Linked DNA regions of Mus musculus: all the other regions are linked to region 3. A link is a contact called in public HiChIP or PLAC-seq and promoter capture Hi-C data. All regions are on one chromosome and are shown on one strand. The core of a region is the stretch at or near the end of the contact, and the rest is flanking DNA. Distances in the headings are between cores, read along the strand shown. Region 1 has its middle 4.6 kb from the start of Gm39858. Region 2 overlaps Gm50595. Region 3 holds the start of Ttc30b (tetratricopeptide repeat domain 30B).

The links. Promoter capture Hi-C pulls out the DNA fragments that hold promoters and counts their contacts. HiChIP or PLAC-seq counts read pairs in DNA pulled down with a chosen protein or histone mark.
Region 1: a contact with region 3 is called in a promoter capture Hi-C map of neutrophils, with 3 times the contacts expected there. The contact joins the enhancer-like site here to the promoter of Ttc30b in region 3. A contact is called at or near these places in 4 of 39 promoter capture datasets (cranial neural crest, maxillary cranial neural crest, neutrophils and 1 more) and 4 of 115 datasets of contacts at active chromatin or transcription factors (bone marrow-derived macrophages, embryonic basal ganglia, embryonic stem cells and 1 more).
Region 2: an H3K4me3 HiChIP or PLAC-seq map of embryonic limb bud shows a contact between it and region 3, with 4 times the contacts expected there. The contact joins the enhancer-like site here to the promoter of Ttc30b in region 3. A contact is called at or near these places in 13 of 39 promoter capture datasets (the 3T3-L1 cell line, the HPC-7 cell line, cranial neural crest and 8 more), 2 of 484 Hi-C or Micro-C datasets (cortical neurons and regulatory T cells), 11 of 115 datasets of contacts at active chromatin or transcription factors (bone marrow-derived macrophages, cardiomyocytes, craniofacial prominence and 7 more) and 3 of 9 other capture datasets (adipose tissue, embryonic stem cells and macrophages).

The regions. Positions count from the first base shown.
Region 1 is chr2:75,636,272-75,641,024 of GRCm38.p6, forward strand. No RefSeq gene overlaps it. Among named protein-coding and RNA genes, the nearest start is that of Gm39858, 4.6 kb to the left of the region's middle. Within about 2 kb of position 1,755, at least 42 of the 459 cell types and tissues checked have an H3K27ac peak or open chromatin away from gene starts, as enhancers often do. A contact at or near this core is called in memory CD8 T cells and neutrophils, where this site is marked.
Region 2 is chr2:75,615,391-75,620,336 of GRCm38.p6, forward strand. The region is part of intron 1 of Gm50595; the gene reads right to left. Among named protein-coding and RNA genes, the nearest start is that of Gm39853, 4.5 kb to the left of the region's middle. Within about 2 kb of position 3,506, at least 15 of the 459 cell types and tissues checked have an H3K27ac peak or open chromatin away from gene starts, as enhancers often do. A contact at or near this core is called in embryonic limb bud, where this site is marked.
Region 3 is chr2:75,935,622-75,940,080 of GRCm38.p6, forward strand. It overlaps Ttc30b (tetratricopeptide repeat domain 30B), which reads right to left and starts at 2,841. Exons shown (of 1, transcript NM_028235.1): 1 at 228-2,841. The coding sequence starts at 2,786. The coding sequence ends at 792.

The DNA.
Region 1 (4,753 bases), core at 505-3,004, 300 kb before region 3:
CCATTCCCAGGGAGGTCTTGGGAACCTAAATTTTACTTGACCCCTACTCAAAATGGCTTCTTATATTGGTGCAGGTGTCTCTCTTATGGGGTCCATCCCAGGGGCAGCTTACAAAGACAAAACCATAAAAGCTTACACATAGGTAGAGGAAGTGTTGCCAGCTGGTTGGTACAGGTACAGGTTGGTACAGGTCCAAGCCTATTGTGGCTAATTATACAAAGCAGTTCTAACTGACCTCAGTTGTGATTGGTTTCCAAGAACACCAAAGCGCCCGGCCAGATTACCATTTTAAACAGGTTTTTGTTTTTTTGTTTTTTGTTTTTTTTTTCCAGAGCCCAGCCTGCAAGATGCTGTAGCCAAGCACTCCTCTGGCTTCAGATTTGAGACATAATCACCTGTCTTCTGGCTCACGAGTTCAAAACCCACTCTCACCTTCTCAACCCCTGCCACCAGGCTCCTATGCCTGTCTCCCTTTTTCGGGGTTTAAAGAAACAGAAAGTTGCACCTCTCCTGCTGCCACCTGCTGGGCTATGGTGGCACATGGCCAGGGGCAACACACAACTGGGACTCACATGCCAGGAAAAAGGACCTGACCATCCGTGGTGTGGATTCAAGGGCAGATGGAGCAGGCAGCTGGCAGTGGCAGTGGGACAGGCCAGGTGTGAATGGCGTCTGGACAGGAAGGATCCTCTAGGCAAAGTTAAATTCTCTGAGCAGACTAACTGCATGTAACTGTTGCCTGTCACCTCAGTTACAATACAAAGCTACAGAACCTAAAACTACTAGAGTAATGGGTGGAGTCTTGCTGCTGATGTATCCTGAGACAATACAGTTCACCCAAAACTTAGAATTGTCATGCTTAGCTGGGCAGTGGTGGCGCACGCCTTTAATCCCAGCACTTGGGAGGCAGAGGCAGGTGGATTTCTGAGTTCAAGGCCAGCCTGTTCTACAGAGTGAGTTCCAGGACAGCCAGGACTGCACAGAGAAACCCTGTCTCAAAAAACAAAAAAAAAAAAAGAAGAAGAAGAATTGCTTTTTTTGGTTTGAATTTTAAATGCTTGTTCTTCCCCAATAACAAGAATATCTAAAAATAATGTTCTTGCTTTTAATTCAAAATGTTTACAGATTGCAAATGATGAATACTGACATATCTAAACATTTCTCTCTTTTTGTAAACTTAAAACTTCTTTTAAGTTTCAGAAAATCATTGTGGATCTACCTCCCAAAGGTCAAATGGACTGCATTAACAACTATTAGTTAATCTTCAACTAAGAAAAATAAGACCATCTACTTATTTTTCACAGACAAGCTGTTACTGCCTAATCCAGATACATAATTAACATGGCATTTCCTTTCTCAGCCACTTTAAGCAGATGACATAAAAGATCTCCAGCTCTTCCCTCTGCTTTCCTTACTGCAACACAGTAAGGAAACACACTTTTTTTTTTTTTTTTTTTTGAGACAGGGTTTCTCTGTATAGTCCTGGCTGTCCTGGAACTCACTTTGTAGACCAGGCTGGCCTCGAACTCAGAAATCCGCCTGCCTCTGCCTCCCGAGTGCTGGGATTAAAGGCGTGCACCACCACGCCCGGCTAAGAAAACACACTTAAAGGGTGCCAGGCCAGGATTAAGATTCCCTCCAACACCTCCCCCCACCTCGCCCCTCCTCCCCCCCTTTGCCTTCTCCTTAGGCACCTATCCCACCCAGCACAGGAGAGGAGCTTGTGAGTGAAGCTGGAGAAAAGAGGAGACCTTGTCTCAAAGGAGCACTGGGCTGAAGAGAGGGCTCAGTGGTTATGGTCTTTTTCAGAGAACCCTGGTTCTTCAAATCCTGAAGAATGAAAAATTACTGGCCTCTTGTGAGAACATGAACTTTCACCTCGGAGCCCACCCCCTCCCATCTGGAAAACATACTTGAGAAAAAACATTTTCTGGAACAACCACAGAATGTTTCAACAGGCCAGATGTATTGCCAAACACAGGATATGACTCTTTGGTTGAGTAAATTTGTGGTTGTTAAACTTCCCCTATTCCCTCCCCATTCCCCCTCCCAGTTTGTGGTTTTTTCCTTTAAAAGCTTGTGAAAATTTTAAGTCGTCGTCGAGACTCCTCTACCCTGTGCAAAGGTGTATGAGTTTCGACCCCAGAGCTCTGTGTGCTTTCTGTTGCTGCTTTATTTCGACCCCAGAGCTCTGGTCTGTGTGCTTTCATGTCGCTGCTTTATTAAATCTTACCTTCTACATTTTATGTATGGTCTCAGTGTCTTCTTGGGTACGCGGCTGTCCCGGGACTTGAGTGTCTGAGTGAGGGTCTTCCCTCGAGGGTCTTTCATTTGGTACATGGGCCGGGAATTCGAGAATCTTTCATTTGGTGCATTGGCCGGGAATTCGAAAATCTTTCATTTGGTGCATTGGCCGGGAAACAGCGCGACCACCCAGAGGTCCTAGACCCACTTAGAGGTAAGATTCTTTGTTCTGTTTTGGTCTGATGTCTGTGTTCTGATGTCTGTGTTCTGTTTCTAAGTCTGGTGCGATCGCAGTTTCAGTTTTGCGGACGCTCAGTGAGACCGCGCTCCGAGAGGGAGTGCGGGGTGGATAAGGATAGACGTGTCCAGGTGTCCACCGTCCGTTCGCCCTGGGAGACGTCCCAGGAGGAACAGGGGAGGATCAGGGACGCCTGGTGGACCCCTTTGAAGGCCAAGAGACCATTTGGGGTTGCGAGATCGTGGGTTCGAGTCCCACCTCGTGCCCAGTTGCGAGATCGTGGGTTCGAGTCCCACCTCGTGTTTTGTTGCGAGATCGTGGGTTCGAGTCCCACCTCGCGTCTGGTCACGGGATCGTGGGTTCGAGTCCCACCTCGTGTTTTGTTGCGAGATCGTGGGTTCGAGTCCCACCTCGCGTCTGGTCACGGGATCGTGGGTTCGAGTCCCACCTCGTGCAGAGGGTCTCAATTGGCCGGCCTTAGAGAGGCCATCTGATTCTTCTGGTTTCTCTTTTTGTCTTAGTCTCGTGTCCGCTCTTGTTGTGACTACTGTTTTTCTAAAAATGGGACAATCTGTGTCCACTCCCCTTTCTCTGACTCTGGTTCTGTCGCTTGGTAATTTTGTTTGTTTACGTTTGTTTTTGTGAGTCGTCTATGTTGTCTGTTACTATCTTGTTTTTGTTTGTGGTTTACGGTTTCTGTGTGTGTCTTGTGTGTCTCTTTGTGTTCAGACTTGGACTGATGACTGACGACTGTTTTTAAGTTATGCCTTCTAAAATAAGCCTAAAAATCCTGTCAGATCCCTATGCTGACCACTTCCTTTCAGATCAACAGCTGCCCTGCCTCCCACTCCAACTCCAGAGAGCAGCCAGCGGGTCACAGTGGTCCCGCCCATGAACCTGGAGCCTAGGGAAAAATGAGCTCGGAAATCCGGAGCAAATGAGGAGTGGTCCCTGAGAAGTCAGTGGCCTAAATGTTGTGGCTGCTGAAGCAAAAGAAGAGGAGGCTGTTCGAGTAGCCGGCCAAGAGCGCCGCGGGTTCCCAGGCAGCTTCTCATTCCCCTGTCCCTCCCATCCCGTCTCTTGTTAACAGAAAAACTGCTTTCACTTTGAGATATGAGTGGCCCGATACAGCCAGCTGTGAGAGCTGTACTCCCTTCCCTGCCCCACGTGTTTTCTCTTCTCAGGCGACCCCTCCCTGAGCTGCTGGCAGTGAGTCTGTTCTAAGCTCCAGTGAGGGAGGCATCCGCCCACTTGGGGCTTCTGTCCAAGGTAAGGAGCACCTGTGAGTCTAACTGCCAGGCTCTGATGGGGGTCTCGTCTCTGTGGGACTAGAAAGTGTCCCAACAATCTGACCAAGGTAACAGGAAGTTAAGACAAAGACAGAGACCAAAGTCAGAATCAGAGCTGTGCTGTGAGACAAAAAGATAAAAAAAATAAAATGCTGGCCACAAAAGTCAGGAAAACTAGAAAACTTAGATAGTACCTGGCAACAAAAGAAAGCTTTTGGCTAAAGATCAACGTGTATACTGTAAAGAAAATGAGCACTGGGTGAGAGACTGCCCCAACAAAAAGAAGAGGAGCCCCCCTCATGACCAAACCCTTCACCTGTTCGTGGCTAAAAGTAAAGAGATAACAAAAGGGGTGCTAACACAGAAGCTGAGTCCTTAAAAGAGTCCGGTGGCCTACCTGTTGAAGCAGCTAAAAAAGAGACTGTGTTTCATACTCCTCCACTGACCAGTGCAAAACAAGCTAAAAAGTTCCTGGGCACTGCGGGCTTTTGCAGATTGTGGATTCCAGGTTTTGCTGAGTTAAAGAGATAAACAGCCCTTCGTATAGAAAAATAAAAAACAACCTTGGATGTCCTTGGATGCTATTGAGACTGCCCTAATGTTGTCCCCAGCTATGGGACTCCTAGATGTGACTGAGAACAAAGGTATTGCCAAAGAAGTTCTTACTCAGAGATTGGGACCCTGAAAAAGACCTGTGGCATACTTGTAAGAAATTAGACCTGGTGGCTGTAAGATGGCCTGCTTGTCTGCACATAGTGGCTTCTGGTCAAGGACGCAGATAAATTGACTCTGAGACAAAACTTGGCACATGTCCTAGAAAGTGTGGTTCAGCCCCCATGACCGATGGCTGACTAACGCTCTTGAAAACATTATCCAACTGTTCCCCTGACCGATGGACACATTGTCAGAGCTTTTTTTGACTGAACGAGTGACCTTCGCTCCCCCTGCTATCCTCGATCTCACTACTGCCTGAGACTTCACC
Region 2 (4,946 bases), core at 2,256-4,755, 320 kb before region 3:
CTGACTGGTGCTCCCAGAGGCCAGAGAAGGTGTTAGATCCACTGGAACTGAAGTAACAGGTAGTTGTGAGCTGCCCTGTGGATGCCGGAAATCAAACCTAGGCCCTGGGACTGGTTGGTGGTGTCACTCGTCTTTATGAGAGGCAGAGGCGGTTGGATCTCTATGAATTCAAGGCCAGCCTGGTCTACAGAGCAAGTTCCATGACAGCCAGGACTACACAGAGAAATCCTGTCCCGAACAAAAACAAAAGGCAAAACAACAATAACAACAAACAAAACAACAAACGCTAAACCCTCTGGAAGAATGCCAGTGTTCCCAACTGGCTTCTCTCCTACCTCCAAAGACAGTCTTTCTAAATTCAACTCCTGTACTATGTCCTAACCAAAGCAGAATGGAGTGAGTTACGCTAAGTACTACATATCAAATTGAAACATTTAATCAGGCAAGACTCCAAACAGAGTCTTAAAAGCAAGACTGAGAGGCAGGGGCTGGAGACACAGCTCAGCAGTAAAGAACACTTGTTGCTCTTCCAGAGGATGAGGGTTCAGATGCAAGCTCATAATTCAAGAGCTCACAGATGGGGCTGGCAAGATAGCTCAGCGGGTAGGAACACCGACTGCTCTTCTGAAGGTCCTGAGTTCAAATCCCAGCAACCACATGGTGGCTCACAACCACCCATAACAAAATCTGACACCCTCTTCTGGCGTGTCTGAAGACATACAGCATACTTATGTATAATAATAAATAAAATCTTTTTTAAAAAAAGAGCTCACAGATGCCTATCATTCGGGCTTCACAAGATCCAACCCCTTCTTCCAGCCTATGTGGGCACCTGCACACACATGGCGGATACATGTGTACACATGAATAAACATTTAAAATAAAGTTTAAAAAAAAACAAACCTGAGCCTTCAGCATAATAGAGTCACCTCCGCTTTATAACCTTGGAGGCAAGGAACTTGGCAATCACTAATTGCATTCTTTAATATGTCCATTTTCCGTTCCAACTTAGAAAAACCAACTTCTGCGGTGCCCAACAGAATACCTCTCCTTTCTTTTCTTTCCTTGTTCCTTTTTGTAGTTCTGGGCAATCAGATCCAGAGCCTTACACACGCTGGCAAGTGCCCCAGCACCGCAGGCCTCACGCTAGCATGGAGACTCCCTTTTCAAAACATTTAGGGGTGGCGCTCTTTAATTACACGTGAAGCATTTAATAAAGCCCACTGGGGTCCCGTGAGCCGGCTCGGTGATAACCACAGTGACAGCCAAAGCTACCCATCAGTTACTTTTCTCTTGATGGGAGAAAGCAATTTTAACCAAAGGAACCTACAGAAAAATAGGTTTTTGGCTATGGTTGTTCCAGAAAGATGAGAATCCATGGTGGTGGGTTGGCATGGCAACAAAAGCAGGCAAGGCTGTAGGTACATGAAGCTAAAAGACCACACTTTTTTTTTTTTTTTTTTTTTTTTTTGGTTTTTCGAGACAGGGTTTCTCTGTGTAGCCCTGGCTGTCCTGCAACTCACTTTGTAGACCAGGCTGGCCTCGAACTCAGAAATCCGCCTGCCTCTGCCTCCCCTAAGTGCTGGGATTAAAGGCGTGCGCCACCACGCCCGGCAGACCACACTTCTAACTGTAAGCAGGAAGCAAAGGAGAAGTGGGGTGAGACTGTAAACTCTCAAAGCCCACCCTCAGTGACTTCCTCCAGCAAGGCCACACCTCTTAAACCTCCCCAGAACAGCACCACCAGCTGGAACCAAGCATTCAAATGCCCGAGCCTGTGGGGACATTGCCCTGCCAAACCCCCATAGCCAGCAACCTGGGTTTGATCCCACAACCTCACAGGGCAAAGGAAAGAGCTGATTTCTGCAAGTTGTTCTGTGGTCCCACATGAGTGCGGTTCCTGTGCATGAGATAAATATAAACATAACGCAATATAACATTTTGTATTGCATGTATTTATAACTGTTGAAGAAACTGTTTTAAGTCCAGTTAGATTTTTAAATTATTTATGACTTGTCATTTGAGAAAGATAACTGTGCTTAGATGAGGACACTGGGGTGGGGACCTCAATATAGGGCCCATGCTGTTTTAAGAAGAAACGCCACCACAACAGAATGCGCTCTCTCGCTTCCTGGTTACCACAAGAGACCCCAGTGGGAGGATGGATGGCTGAAAGATTGAAAGAAATCCTTCACTACGGAATCAAACCCTTCCAGAACCATGAGAAAGAAATGTTCACCTTTTTTTTTAATGTATATGAGTACACACTGTAACTTTACAGATGGTTGTGAGCCTTCGTGTGGTTGTTGGGAATTGTATTTAGGACTTCTGCTCGCTCCTGTCAACCCTACTCGCTCTGGTAGGCCCCAGTGGCTCCAGTTGCCCCTTTCATTCTGGCCCAAAGACTTATTTATTATTATACATAAGTGTAGCTGTCTTCAGATAGACCAGAAGAGGGTGTCAGATCCCTTTACAGCTAAGGTTGTGAGCCACCATGTGGTTGCTGGGATTTAAACTCAGGACCTTTGGAAGAGCAGTCAGTGCTCTTGCCCACTGAGCCATCTCACCAGTCCCAAAATGTTCATCATTTAAGTTACCCAGTCTTGAATCCCAAAAAAGCCAAAACCAGACAGCTGTGCCCAAAGCACGTAGTTTATAGATTTATCCCTAAAATACTGTCTTCCTCCAGCCTTGTTTTGGCTACCTAGCCTCCTGAAATAGGGAAGCAAAGTATAAAATAGGCAGCCAGAAGCCAAAACTCTAACCTAGCAATGCCCAGGAAGAAGTAGAGCTCTAAGAAGAATGACTGTTGACGTTTCTGCTGCTGCTGCTGCTTTATGAGAGACAGTTCCCAAAGTGCAATCTCAGGGAGCCACTAGATCAAGCTGGCGAAGAAAAAGACTTCAGGAGACCACCGCTAATGAGCACCAGGGTGCACAGCTTTGATCCTAATACTTGGGAGACGGAGGCAGGCAGATCTCTGTGAGTTTGAGGCCAGCCTGGTCTGTATTGAGAGTTCCAGGACAACTAGAGCTACATAATGAGATCCTGTCTCAAATTAAACAGATAGATAGACAGACAGACGGATAGATAGATAGATAGATAGATAGATAGACAGACAGACAGATAGATGATAGATAGAGAACTAATGAGCAAAACTAATCAATATAGTTTTCCAACACCATGACTGAAAAAGAACCAAAACATTAATACTTTCAGATATTCAACATAAACTGTAAGTAGTAAAAATTAGTAAAGCCTCTTACGACAAGACGAAGGGATGGAGCAAAAGAGTTACTGCTCTTCAAGTTCTCTCTCTGCTCCTGGCATTTTACGAGGAAAGAAAGAAAATAGCCATCTAAAGCCTATGGTTCAAACCTCCCTGGCGCTGCAGAACCCTCTTTGAAACTGTATTTGACACAAACATGCTCTTTTCCAATAAGGACAGCAGATCTGCTCCAGATGTTTGCCAGTAAATGTCTCACAAGGAGCTGTGTGAGAGGGAGGACCTGGGGCCTGCGGGTTTGCTGCCTCTCTGCGGAGGAGCCCTCCAGCTGCTTTTGCTAGTGCTCAGCTGGGAAAGGGCCATCCATTTCCGTCTGCTGACCAAATGCTCCCTCCCACCCAGCCAGCATGCTGTCCCAAGGATCACAGTCTGAAAACTCAAAGAAAGCAACTTTGTACCTAGACGCTTTGTGATGGTTAGCTCTAAAATTGGTAATCGCTGCCTGTGCTGGATAGTTTTGTCAACTTGTAACGCAAACAAAAGTCGCCTGAGAGGAGAAAGCCTCTGAGAGGAGAAACTGCTTCCAAGAGATCAGGCTGGAGGCAGAGCTGTAAAGCTGTTTCTTAATTAGTTATAAGCTGGGGAGTACCCGTTGTATGTGCTGTCATCCATAGACGAGGTTCTATAAGAAAGCAGGCTGAGCAAGCCATCAGAAACAAGCCAATAGGCAGCACCTCTCCATGGCTTCTGTACCTGCCCCTTCCTCAAGGTTCCTGTCCTGTTTGAGTTCCTGTCCTGTCTTCCAATGGTGATGAACTACTCTGAGAAATATAGGCAAAATAAACCCTTTCCTCTTACTTTTGGTCATGGTGTTTCATCACAGCAATAATAACCCTAAACAAGACAGACACTGCTTATGAATACTAAAATATCCTGTTTTCCAAATCCTAGAATCCTATTAAATACTCTAGGAATTTAGTAACCAGCAATAGATAGCTTTTCCAATCCATTTAAATATCATCTTGACCTTCAGGCCATGACATGTTCAATGTGTATTTCATATACGTGTTCCCTCAAATTCAGAGCATTATACAAAATTCTAAAGAGGGCACACGGATTAATTCTTTAAAACTTGTTCTTAGAAGGGCTGGAGAGCCAGGCGGTGGTGGTGTACACCTTTAATCCCAGCACTTGGGAGGCAGAGGCAGGCAGATTTCTGAGTTCCAGGCCAGCCTGGTCTACAGAGTGAATTCCAGGAGAGCCAGGGCTACACAGAGAAACCCTGCCTCAAAAAACCAAAAAAAAAAAAAAAAAAAAAAAAAAAAAAGGGCTGGAGAGATGACTCCGTGGTTAAGAGAATTGACTGTTCTTCCAGAGGACCCAGGTCCAGGTTTCATTCCCAGCAACCACAGAGTGGCTTACAACTGTCAGTAACTCCAGTTCCAAGGGTCCCAGTGACCTCTTCTGGTATCAGGCATGCACGGTACACAAACACACATGCAGGCTAAACACTCATGAATGTAAAATAAGATAAAAATAAAAATTGTGTTGTTGGGGTGAAGGTAAAGATTCAGCTGGACAGTGTGATTGGCATTCATGGGTTTGAAACTGGGTACAGAAAAAAATTTCCTTCAAGTTGTAAAATAACATATAGATGTTATCTTTTGTTTGTTTGTTTGGTTTGGTTTTAGTTTTTGGTTTTGGTGTATTGAGACAGGGT
Region 3 (4,459 bases), core at 1,591-4,090:
TAGAGAAGGGAGGTTGTGGGAAAAACTCTGGAGAAGTGGAGAGAGGGGAGACTGCATTCAGGATGTATTGTATGAGAGAATTAAAAGCAGAAAACCTGAGTTCTCTGGTTACCTCTGGTCCTGATTACCGTGAGAGATAAATGTAAATAAAATACTTGAAAAACAGCAACAGTATGACTTGATCATAAATTCAAATCACCAATTCATGGCGCTAAACACCGCAGAGGTTTCTTTTCTTTTTCATTATTTATTAGTGATTATTTATTTATTAGTGTTTATTAAGTGAATTTACTGAATCTTGAAAACTAGCAAAACCAATTATTACCTAAGAAATTTAATCTGTACAAATTATTATATCTGTATTGGAAAACTGTCAAACACTCTAAATTCTCTATAAAATCATGGGGAGTTGTGCAAAGAGAAAACACAGTCGTTGGAGTGATTACAAGAAGACGTTATGGACGACTAAGTTCTGAACTTAGTGTCTGGTCCCTGGATAACATAATAGCAAAGGTTGTCCAAGATACATCAAAACCAAACAAAAATGGAGAAAACATGATAGAAACAACATCTTTCTCAGTTTTAAAAGTTCCAAAGTACTTTCTAGGGCCTGGGTTCTTACACAATCTCACTTGACAGGATTTAAAAGTGCAGGTTATATCGAATAGTGCTTTTGTTACACTAAAGTGTACAAAGTCTCACAAGTAGCAAATACAAATAGCAAAAGCTAGATACAGGAAAAACTGAAAATGTACATAGAAAGTCATCATGATACAAATTGTCAGCGGTAATTACACATTCCATCCAATTATCTCATAAATCAGAGCCCTCAACTTTCTTGATTCATATGTGACTGTATTCTTCCCAGTGTGCATTCTTTCTTCCTCCAAGGGCTGTTCTATAACAGCTGGAATGTTTCTACCATAAAGTTCACAGTGCTCTAGAAACTGCACACATTCTTGAATGACACTGTCCCTTAGCATAATTGTGTGCTTTGACATGTTCTCTAGTAAGGACAGGAAACATCTCTTGGCATAATACCATGTATCGGTGCCTAGCTTTTTATGGTAAGGCTCCAGGCTTTTGATAACCCGAGAGATGCCAAAGTCATAGTTTCCTTTGGCACAATACAGAGTTCCTATCACCAAATTCACAATGCAAAGGTGGTAGATTTTCTTGTCTGGGTCACCATAAGAGAGTTGTTCCTCCTCCTTCTCAATCTTCCTCATGAGCTCCTCAGCTTCCTCATTTTGACTTGTCATGATATAGGAAACACAGAGGTTGGCTAACACAATAGCACTGACACTCAGGATGTTATCATAATTCTTCTTGACAATGGGCTCATAGAAACCAATGGCCTCTTTGTACTTGTTCTCCTGCATGAAGAGGACATGGGCCACATTCAGCTTCCACACATCATGGTCATTACAGAATTCCACAGATTTGCGGAAGATCTTCTCCACCATTGGGTAATTCTCAAAGTTCCAGTAGATTTTTGCCTGGGCCATCAGTACAGGAATATACTTCTCAAGAGTTTCATCATATTCATTCACAGCCTTTTTGGCAGATTCATCATCTCTACTATGCCTTGAATCCTGTACTTGTATGGTGAGTTTCCGGAGCTGCTCAGTCAGCATGCCAGCCAACCCATCAAGTTTAATGAAAGCCTCTTCAGGAGCTGTCTGGCAAGTGATCATGGCATCCAAGAAGTCATAGAGATAGGGTGTGAGGAACTTGTAAGTCAAGTGGGCATTTTCTGCCAGGACATCAGCTGCCAGGTCAAAATACTCATATTTACAGTAGAGCAGCAGCAGGTTGCCAAAGGTCTCTGGGGGGAAGGGGTTCTGCTGGAGCAGAAACTGGAGCTTTTCAAAGCCCTCTGTGGGCTTGGCATCCATGTTCATCAGAGCCTGGTTGTGGAGGGTTACGGGGTCCAGCTCTTCCTCTGCTCTGGGTGGCATGTCAGTGAGGGCTTCCTGGGCTGCCTCGTAGTTTCTCAGCTGGTACTCTATGGCTGCCTTGAGGTTGAAGGCTTCGACCAGAGCAGTCTGGTGAAGGACTATAGTGTTGCCAACACTGCGAACATCAATGCCCTCCGTGGTCATGCCCACACCGAGTTCTGGGTGTTGACGGATGCCACGCTCAATGATGTCAGCGATATGCTTCAGAGCAGGCGCGTACTGCCGACTGCTGTAATAGGCCAAAGCCAAGTTGTAGGAAAGGTCAGGCTGGTAGCCAGAAGCCTGCAGGGCCGCTAAGAACTTGGAACAGGCAGCTTCATAGTGTCCCTCTTTGTAGAGCAGACAACCTAGGTTGATCTGACCATCATAATCACTCTCCCCTCCACTGTCCTCTACACCTTCCCCACTCAGCAGCTGCTCCACCAGGCTCCTGGCTCCTGGGAGGTCACCTTCACTGTACTTGATAGCAGCCTGGAGACGAAGGACTCGAGTCTGATAGGCGGGGTTGTCCAGGAGGAAGGCGACCCTGGTGGCCTCTGGATACAGGCAGGCCTTGTACAGTGCCTGGGCCTGGTACAGGCGGTACTGCTCGAGTTCCGGGTGCATCTGGCTCAGCTGCTCATAGCACTCTGCAGCGAGCTCGAACTCCTGCAGGCGGTAGTAGCAGTAGGCCAGCAGCGACAGCCCTGCGCGGCTGCGGGAGCTCCTCTGCAGCTCTGCGCTCAGCAGCTGCACCGCCTCTGAGTAGCGGGAGTCGCGGATGAGCCTGTACACCACTGCTGTGAACTCACCGTCGGGGATCTGTGAGCTGCTCAGCCCTGCCATATTCACCTAGCTTGTTTTGCATCCTGGTTTCCAAGGCAATAGGCCAACCGGAAACGGAAGCTGTTCAGCGGCAAGTATCCAACGGAAGTGTCTTGTGGATAAAAGCGAATCACCGACACGTTTCTATCAATTTCTGGATATGTTTTTAAACACTCTAGACTGTGGGGAAGCAATTGGGCTTGGTCTGGAAAATTTTCTAGGTAGTTCAGAGAGGGATATTCCACGTCCCGGCCTACATCGCTTCCGTTATCGCCCTGCATCCTGGGAAATGTAGTTTTTCCTCTTTGACGTTTTACAGTAATTGGAGTCTCTGCCTTTTCTCTGGGATCGGGATCTTGTTTCTATTGCTTTGATTGCTTCTTTGTTGGCACTGAAGTAAAGTTTTCTTGTGAAGGTCCCCCGGGATGCAGAAAATTCGCTGTTCTTTGAGGGTTCGAGTTGCTTGGCAATGGTGACGAAATGGGAATGAGGGCCGTCTCTGGACTTCAGGAATTCTAGTATATTCTTGCCAGCTGCTCTGACGCCCACTTTTTGAGAACGTTGTTAAGCAAGGGCCGGCAGTCCGTATTTTATTCTGTATCAAGAGGTGACGAGAGGGGGAAGGAGAGTCTGAATTGTAACTGGTGCTGTTTTAGATTTAAGTACCATTCGCCCTCTGTTTCGTAAATGACCGCTGTTATGAACGTAAATTGGTGCTTGAATTGATGAAGCACACGGCTTTGGTCTTTTCCTTCTTCAAGGAGAAGCCACAAAACTAACATTTTCCCCCTTTCCTATATGCTATTTTTCTCACCCTCTAAGCTCTACCAAACACTACCGTGAGTTTGTTCAAGACGTAATCAGCCTGTGCTTCTCGTGCCTCTGATCTTGTTTTCACGTATGAATCAGCTAGTTAATACATAAATGCTTCGCCAACTCCTTTCCCATACCCAGACTCTTAATTCGAAGCTCTTCAGGCAGTTACTATCTCTCCTTTCCCCCCTGTATGTAGAATGAGTCTCTAGGTTCTGTGTTATTGTTTTGGGGAGGTTATTCTGTATAAATTCAATTTTATTCTAGTATGACAGAGCAGTAAAAAACTACCGACTTATAAGCCGATATTGAATCACTGTTGAAAACCATGTACATAGATTTGACTGACCCTAATGTGTGGGGACATAAATATAATGCTTAGTTAAGCATTTGAGAAGTAACCAAGATAGCAGAATATTAATGTGTTCTTTCCAAATGAAGTAGTGACAAATTGTATGATTTTTCAATAACAAGGCTGTACTTTTAGAGCACGGATCATTTGACGTGGCTCTGGGAGGCACCTGGGAGACTGTTACCTTTTATAGTTTTCCACGATCTCCTCTAGCTACACCCAAGGCAAACAGACCACATGAAGGCATATCTTTGCTTTGTAATTAAGAACTTCAACATGAGGGCATTATATTTTTCTCTTTAATAGAATTGCTACCCATGAATCTTTTTTACCATCAACATATTGCAGCTCATCAACATATTGCAGCCAATATTCACCATATTTCATAGCACGCTGTTAGGCTTCTCACAAACTGCTCATAACTTTACTGAAATCTGTGTGCTGCAGATGAAGACTTTGTGCTTCAGGACAATTAAGTAACCTGCTAAAACCCACATAGGAAAGGGAATGAGCCATGTTATCTTAAAAG